Linked DNA regions of Mus musculus: region 1 is linked to region 2. Evidence: chromatin contacts called from public promoter capture Hi-C data. All regions are on one chromosome and are shown on one strand. The core of a region is the stretch at or near the end of the contact, and the rest is flanking DNA. Distances in the headings are between cores, read along the strand shown.

Region 1 (4,215 bases), core at 827-3,326, 610 kb after region 2:
CCATAAGGATTTGACCCCATAGAGGTATTCTCTTATTTACCTTTAAATTTTTTTCTCAGATAAGTTCCAATTTTAAGTGGTTTTCTAAAGTAGATTTCATAGGATATTTTCCCATTTACATTATGAGCTATTATTTCTTTCAGAAAGAATATTTACCAATTTTCATGTACAAGTACTATAATCAAATTGGTTCTAAACAGCCATCAAATTTCTCTCTCTCTCTCTCTCTCTCTCTCTCTCTCTCTCTCTCTCCCTCTCTCTCTCTCTCTCTCTCTTTCTTTCTTTCTTCCTTTCTTTTTTTGATGCTGTCATTCAGTTTTTCATTCACTCTTCCATTTCTTGCTTGTGACAATATTACTCTGCAACCCAGGCTAGCCTCCTATGCATTTTGTAACCTAGGCTGGCCTTGAGCTACTGGCAATCCCCCTGTGTCAGCCTCCTCCTGAGGACTGAGATTGCAGACATGTGCTACCATATGGGGGTCCAGCAATTTCTTGATTTTCCTGCTTTGTATTTAACCTGTATGTAATAATAACTCACAATTCTCTCCCAAAATATCTTTACATTAATTTATACATTAATGCATTCATTTATTCTGATTGCAGCCACCCTACCCCAAGTCCCCTCTCACATGGCTTCTCCCCTCACATGGCCACTCCTCTCACCTCTGAGAAGAGGGAGGTTCCTACTGGTAACTAACTCACCTGGGTGCCTCAAGTCACTGCAGCCCTAGGCACATCCTCTCCCACTGAGGCCAGACAAGGAAGCCCAGTTAGGGGAATAGGATCCACAGAGTCAAGGTAAGTCCTGCTCCAGTTGTTGCGGAACCTACATGAAAACCAAACTGCACATCTGCTACGTATGTGCAGGGAACCTAGATCCAGCCCTTGAATGTTGATTGTTTGGTGGTTCAGTCTTTGGGAACTCCCAAGACTATAGGTTAGTTGACTATAATAGTCTTCTTGTAGAGTTCCTTTCCATTCTGGGTCGATTCTCCCCCCAACTCTTCCACAGACTTCCAAAGCTCCATTTAATATTCACCTGTGGGTCTTGCATCTGTTTCTATAGCTACAGGGTGGAGCCTCTCAAAGGACAGTTATGCTAGACTCCTGTCTGTGAGTCTGGGATGACAGATACAAACATAGCTTGAGGCTCCAAGGTAGTTGAAGGAGGAAGACAGACCTGTAATTCGTCCCTATTAATCCTCTGAGAACAGCTTGGAACATCCCTCCCCCCAGATTGGCAGAGGTTGCTAGCATATTCATTTATGCCCATCTCACACAGGGCACCTGTATATCCAGGCCAGAAGTGATGAATATAGCTGTCAATAGCGTCTTCACATGTTGTGTCATTGTGACAAGGCTTTGACTAACAAAGTCTCAGCATGTCCTTATAAATCCACTACCTGTGCAGTCACAGTCGTAGCTGTTTCTCCCACCCACAGACCTCCATGTGAAACGTGACTGATTGGCATACTCGTCAAAGTTGAGTTCACAGTGGTCTCCAAGGAATCCCAGTACATAGTTAAGAAGGGTCCAAGGGAGAGTGTGAATCTCACTCAGAAGGTGAAATAAAGTTGTCATCTGAAGTGGATGTAGGGAGATAACTGAATGGGAGAGGGGATGTAAAGAGGAATGGATGGGGAAGGGGATAAGATGCAGGTAGGACAGGAGAGTGAACAGAAATGGGGGATGGTGGGTAGGGAGCATTTCTAGGATGCACCAAAGACCTTGGATGGGGGAGGCTCTGGGAGTCTATGAGGGTGACTCTAGGTGAGACTCTTAGCAGTGGCCTAACCACAGGGACACATGTGAGCACCTCCTACTGCCGATTTGTTCCTCAGTTGGGAGCACAGTGCTTTCCCGAAGCAAGTCAGGAACTAACTGAGCGGATGTCAGCGAAAGTCCGGAGCTGACTTGCGTGAACACCTTCATGTCCTCAGCACTTCCTAGTGCTGAGCTGGAAGGAAACAGGGTGGGCAGAGCAGTGTTTCCTGTTCTCAGTCCACTCCCATCCAGAGCCAGAGGCCTGTGAGTGAGCCAGGGCATGGAAGAAAAACTGTAACCATGGCAACCCAAGCTGAGCAAGCCAGTTAAATTGACTAGTCATCTGGGAAAGGGCTTTTTAGCGTTCCCTCGCTAAGTACAATAGAGCTATGGTTCTGTCACATGGATGAATTTGCTTCCATTTGCTTCTTATATGCCTAGATGGGCTTTGTCCCTGAAGATGGCACATGGATGGGAACAGGGGAATGGACTTCTTTTAAAGTTGCCTTTACATCTTACTCTTGAAAGGTTGGATTTCACTTCTTGGGTGGTTGGTACCTGGTAACTGACACTATCTATCCAGGGTAATGCTGAGCTGACTGAGAGTGCCCAGTGCCTTAGTCATGTGTACCTGGAAGGGAGAGAGTACTCACAAAATAAACTCACCCACATTTGAATATATTATATAAGCTCTTCCAACTCTATAGCTATGGTTAAAACAGAACTATCTTCCAAATACTATATGCTCATAGATTAAAACTTAAATGATAACAAATATAATCTCCCATTTTTTTCCCCTGTTAAAAATGAGTGGCCATGTTTTTTTCTTGGATCATCATCTAAGGGATGAGATGAATGAGTTTGAGCACAAGCTAGTCCGTGTCTGCATACTCTTTCTTTGACTCACCAGGAGAGTTCATAGTTCCAACGCCTCTGCACACATAACCCCACACCGCCAGGCCCTTCCCTGTTCTGCCTTTATTAAATGGCTTTACCAACCTTTGGGCCTTACTGTCCAGTCAAAGCCTTCAAGGGTCTTGCCACATTGTCCTTTCTCTGTCTCAGGTAAAGTCTGCCATTCTCTGCCCTCTGCACAACTGTAGAATCCCAAACAGCTGGATCTCAGCACTTGGGTGTCCTTCAGGATCATCTAGTGTGCTGTGTTAGTATGTTGTGTATGTTGGGATGGACTTCATGGCTTTGTTTCAACTCCTTGGTTTGCTCTGCCGACATCTGGCATCACACTGATTGTTGGCACAGGTGTCTATACACTCACACAGTATCAAAAGAGTGAGCAAGGAGGGGGGCTTTGAGAGTTTGTTCTTGTGCTTCATTGTCTGTGAAATCAATTTACTAAAGAATAATAGAAAAAAAAATCAGATTGAAGTAATGGTGGGCAAATTTATATGAAGCATTTTAATTGAGTCTTAAGTAAAAACAGAATAAAACAAAACAAATAAAAACCAGTGATAACCAGGCCAGTTCCTGCTTTCCATGATGCTTTAGTGATCTCCAAAGAGGTATCAGGACCTTTGGGAGAAACCAGTACAAACCAACAGTCAGCTTCTGGAGACCCAAGCCACTATGGTTCCATTGTCCTTTGCCAGAGAGAGACAGAGAGAGGGAGAGGGAGAGACAGAGAGGGAGACAGAGACAGAGGAACAGACAGAGAAAGCCTGGTGGATCAATGAATAGCTTTAACAGCCATTCATTTCAATGTTTTCCTTTTAAGAATTAATGATCTTTGGGTCAGTAAGAACCAATAGCTTCTTTTGTTAAGAGCTTAGGCCTCATCCAACTGGATCCTGGTAGATTAGAGATAAGATAAAACTCCAGAAATCATTCCTCTGATAAGCAGCCATAACCCCTAAAATTGTCCATAACATAGACTCTTATGTAAGGATGGAAACATGTGCGCTAAGGATATGAATGCTTGGATTACCAAGAAAATAAAAGGGAAGAAAAAAACCTATGCCTTCACTGCTCAGAGGCTGGCGATCTGTTTAAATTTGAAAATTCATCAGCATTCTCACAGAATAAATATCTTATTGAAAACTATTATTCTAAAGGACTGAAGATATAGCTCGGGTTAAAAGTGCTTGTAGCTTTTGTGGAGAACCAAGTTTTGAGAACTCATGTCCAGGGTTCACAACTGGCTGTATCTCCCCCTCCCGGGATTGACGTCTTCTGACCTTATCTGGCATCTACACTCATGTGCACATACCCCAGACCCGGACTCAGACACATACACATAAGTAAAATTAAAAACTAGTCCTTAAAAAATAGAAATATTAATCAAGGGCTAAGGACCGTCACCTTTGAAGCACTGGGTTCAATCACCATTGAGATTAAACTGGTGTGACGGCGTGCTCCTGGGTTCCTCCAGTGCCCTGGAGGTGGAGGTGGGAGGAGATAGAAGCCTGAGATCTAAAAGTGATTTAGAAAACTT
Region 2 (4,384 bases), core at 528-3,027:
GAAGAAAAGCCATGGCTTATTCAAGACTTTTTTTCTCTGTCCCACCTCCCAACCTCTTCAGTCCTCTTGTTCAGCGATGAATGAGAAAAAGAAGATACAGGCTACAGAGAACCATCTGAAGAAACGCTTGGCTCTGTATGCCAGCCACACTCAGGCAGCCTGGTGATTAGGTTTGAAAGCTTAGATTGTGTAAACACGGGTGGGCTTCTAATATGGCTTAGACTTAACAGCTTTAAGCCACCAGCAACCTTACAGAAGTCTTCTGCTTCAGCCCAGTTTTCTTCTTTGAAGGGGCGAGTTATCAGAATCACAGTATGTGTAACACGAGAAAGGAATATACAGAATTAAGCTCCCTTCATCCTCTGTTTGGTCTCCAGAAGCGACCGAGTACAACTCCAAAAATTTCACTACTTTTTACTTGAAAACGGTAACCTCCCACTGTGCCATTTAAAGGAATCAGCAAGCCAGCGATACATTGAACAAATTAAACAAAACGCCAAATGCTTGCTTAAAGGTTTTAGTTATTTCTTACAAATCTGCAGTATCTCTTCGGAACTGCAGGCGCTCACAACGCGAGTATGAAAATGTTGCACCCACGTGCGTTTGGCGTGCCCACTCTGGTATCTGGGTGCTCCCTGAAGGAAGCCCATAGGTTCCTAAGTGTATCTATTATCTGTGAATTTCAGCAGGCTCCATGCAGCGTTCTCTTCCTGAAGACCACACCCAGAGCGGGTAGCCCTTTGCAGCAGTCTCTCTCTCTCTCTCTCTCTCTCTCTCTCTCTCTCTCTCTCTCTCCCCATCTACCTTCATGGCTTGTTGAAACCATCAGGTTGGGGTACCACACAGGTGTTAAAAAGAGGAGAAGAGGCTTTTGAGGCGTTGGAAGTATGAATAGCTCAGTGAGGATAAAGGCACCCTGAAGTTCTCCCGCGGCCGAGCGCGCCCGTCTTTTGCCTTGCAAATCTTTACCTGGCTGGTTCCAACCCCTCCTAAGCATTCCCGACTACATTTCTCACAAAGAAAGGGGAAATTCTATGAAAGGTGTCAGACAAATTAACTGCTGTAAAGGTTTTAAAATGCCAAAATGAACACCCGCTGTCCTGCGGTTCCAATGGTGTGTAGTGGTGCAATTTCCCTATGTATTGAGAAGAAGAGTAATACGGAAAGAAATAGAAATAAAAATAAAAGGAGGCAGGAGAAAGTGGGGCGAATTTAAGAAAACGTCAGAAAATAGCTACAAAGACATGCAAAACTTTTCCTGCAGTAATGCCGCAAGAACATTAGCTATTGTCAGCAACCCAAACGTGCTGCTTAAACACGAATCAGGGTGCTTGAGAGGGTCCCTGAGGCAAAAAGGGAAAGCTGGGAGTGGGGTGGGGTGGGGTGGGGTGGGGTGAAGGTGTCTTTGTGACATTGGATGTTAAAAGTTGATGTGTCAGTAGGGATCGCGAACCTTTTTATTTGGAACATTTAAGAGTCCTAGTGATGTGGGCTTTAGGTATTAAGAGGCAGGATGGGACGGGGGAATAGGAAAGGAAAAGAATAAGCAGGGAAGTTATGGGGGTCTCAGAGAAAGTAGGGGTCCTCATAGAAAAGCGGCCAGGCTGGAGCCGCAGCTCGCTAGCCTTCTGTCGTTCGCCCCCGCCTTTGCTTTTGCGCAGAATCCTCCCCTTGGCTGCAGCAACGCGCTGCCCCCACTGGCCTGCGCACGGCGATCGATCACAGTCTGCGTCAGAGTCCCGGCGTATAAATAGAGGTGGCAGGACCGCGCCGAGCCGCACACAGCCATCCATCCTCCCCTTTCCCTCTTCTCCCCCGTTCTTCTCTCTAGGTCCCCCATCTCCGCCCCGGGCCTGAGGGGCGCACCGGCCGCCACCATGAGTTCGTTCGGCTACGATCCGTACTTTTCGACCTCCTACAAGCGGCGCTATGTGGAGACGCCCCGGGTGCACATCTCCAGCGTGCGCAGCGGCTACAGCACGGCGCGCTCCGCGTACTCCAGCTACTCCGCGCCGGTCTCCTCCTCGCTGTCCGTGCGCCGCAGCTACTCGTCCAGCTCTGGCTCTTTGATGCCCAGCCTGGAGAATCTCGATCTGAGCCAGGTAGCCGCCATCAGCAACGACCTCAAGTCTATCCGCACACAAGAGAAGGCACAGCTGCAGGACCTCAACGATCGCTTCGCCAGCTTCATCGAGCGCGTGCACGAGCTGGAGCAGCAGAACAAGGTCCTGGAAGCCGAGCTGTTGGTGCTGCGCCAGAAACACTCTGAGCCTTCCCGCTTCCGCGCCCTGTACGAGCAGGAGATCCGCGATCTGCGGCTGGCAGCGGAAGACGCCACTAACGAGAAGCAGGCGCTGCAGGGCGAGCGCGAGGGGCTGGAGGAGACTCTGCGCAACCTGCAGGCTCGCTATGAGGAAGAAGTGCTGAGCCGCGAGGACGCCGAGGGCCGGCTGATGGAAGCGCGCAAAGGTGCGGATGAGGCCGCGCTCGCCCGCGCCGAGCTGGAGAAGCGCATCGACAGCCTGATGGACGAGATAGCTTTCCTGAAGAAGGTGCACGAGGAAGAGATCGCCGAGCTGCAGGCTCAGATCCAGTATGCTCAGATCTCCGTGGAGATGGACGTGTCCTCCAAGCCCGACCTCTCCGCCGCTCTCAAGGACATCCGCGCTCAGTACGAGAAGCTGGCCGCCAAGAACATGCAGAACGCCGAAGAGTGGTTCAAGAGCCGCTTCACCGTGCTAACCGAGAGCGCCGCCAAGAACACCGACGCTGTGCGCGCTGCCAAGGACGAGGTGTCGGAAAGCCGCCGCCTGCTCAAGGCTAAGACCCTGGAGATCGAAGCCTGCCGGGGTATGAACGAAGCTCTGGAGAAGCAGCTGCAGGAGCTAGAGGACAAGCAGAATGCAGACATTAGCGCCATGCAGGTATAGTACGGTTTAAGCTCAGTGGGGGTGGGGAGGTCCACGGTAGGGGCGGCGGCGGGGGGGGGGGGAGTCAGGGTGTACCCAGAGAGTGAACGCTAGGGGGTTCTAGAGCACAGAGCAGCTATCAGAGGGCTTGGCTTCCGAGAGGTTGTGGAAAGGATGGGGCATTTGGAGGGGGCGGGGCGCGACTGCTGCCTGGGGATTGCTTGTTCTGGTTGAATCAGGGTTGTTAGGGGTGAGTTGGGAGGAAGGGGCGGAGGGAGTCGGAGTTGGGCGTTGCCAAGTAATGCCTTCTCTTTACTGACAACCCTTAACTCCCAAGTTACCCTCAGTACTTCCTGGATCTCCTGGTTAATAAATATGCCTGCTAGCTCTCACTAGTTTTGGGCCACCCAGCCTTGGGATAGTTTTTTTTTTTAATAGGGACACAAGAATACAGTCACAATATTTTAGCAATTAATCACTGCAGTCCATTAAAAAAAAAGTTCTTCATCTTTGGCGGGGGGAAGCATTTTAGACAAACAGCTACACAAATATATATAATTTAATTTTTATTTATATATTTATTTAGACAAACACACACACACTATATATATATTCCCCTTCCCAAATGCGACCTGGCTAAAAGAAATGTGACAAGGGTGGTTAATAATAATAATAATATCATCATCAATTTGGTAGTTTTAAAAGACAGCTTACCATAATCAATTGAGAACAATTTTCAAAATTGTTCACATCAGTCTACTCCCCTCCTCTTCCTCCTCTCCTTCTCTTGCTTCACTAGACTGGGCATTTTAGGCCAACCCCTCCCCCTATGCCCCACCCCACCCCATTATTTTAAGGGAGATTTCTGGAAGGTGTACACTTTGGAGTTAACTAAGACCAGAACTTATCATGGATACTACAGTAAAACAAATGCAGTAGAGATTTGTGTTTTGAATTTTTTAAAACAATCTTCCTACAGGACACAATCAACAAACTGGAGAATGAGCTGAGAAGCACGAAGAGCGAGATGGCCAGGTACCTGAAGGAGTACCAGGACCTCCTCAATGTCAAGATGGCCTTGGACATCGAGATTGCAGCTTACAGGTAACATCAGGGTGGTGCTGGCAGTGGGCATGGCGGCTCAGGACAGAGCAGATGACCCAGTCAGTGCAGTTATAGTGAGTCCCACGTGCTCTAGAATAGTCCTACTTTGGTCTTCCTCCAAGAGGGTACAAATGTGTAGGGAATTAACCCTGAAGTAACATAAGCCCTGTTCTTAGCATTCATATTTTAAACCTAATAGGGATGCATAGAAGGTCTTTTTGGGTGGGGTCTCTCGTGAACTCCTTATTAAATTTTGATTATGCCTAACCGTATTTGTTCTTGTATTTGCCTTTGAGGTTGGTTGTAGAGGAAAGTAATGAATGTGGGCTTAGAGCAATGAACACATCCAGCCTTGCTCTAACTGTACTCTT

Evidence for each region. Promoter capture Hi-C pulls out the DNA fragments that hold promoters and counts their contacts.
Region 1: a promoter capture Hi-C map of neural stem cells shows a contact between it and region 2. The contact joins the enhancer-like site here to the promoter of Nefl in region 2. A contact is called at or near these places in 10 of 39 promoter capture datasets (the 3T3-L1 cell line, cranial neural crest, hippocampal neurons and 5 more), 7 of 484 Hi-C or Micro-C datasets (adipose-derived mesenchymal stem cells, cortical neurons, embryonic stem cells and 4 more) and 2 of 115 datasets of contacts at active chromatin or transcription factors (forebrain and neural tube).

The regions. Positions count from the first base shown.
Region 1 is chr14:68,691,630-68,695,844 of GRCm38.p6, forward strand. No RefSeq gene overlaps it. Among named protein-coding and RNA genes, the nearest start is that of Adam28, 38 kb to the left of the region's middle. Within about 2 kb of position 2,077, at least 19 of the 459 cell types and tissues checked have an H3K27ac peak or open chromatin away from gene starts, as enhancers often do. A contact at or near this core is called in neural stem cells, where this site is marked.
Region 2 is chr14:68,082,086-68,086,469 of GRCm38.p6, forward strand. Nefl (neurofilament, light polypeptide) reads left to right here and starts at 1,778. Exons shown (of 4, transcript NM_010910.2): 1 at 1,778-2,924; 2 at 3,889-4,013. The coding sequence starts at 1,878.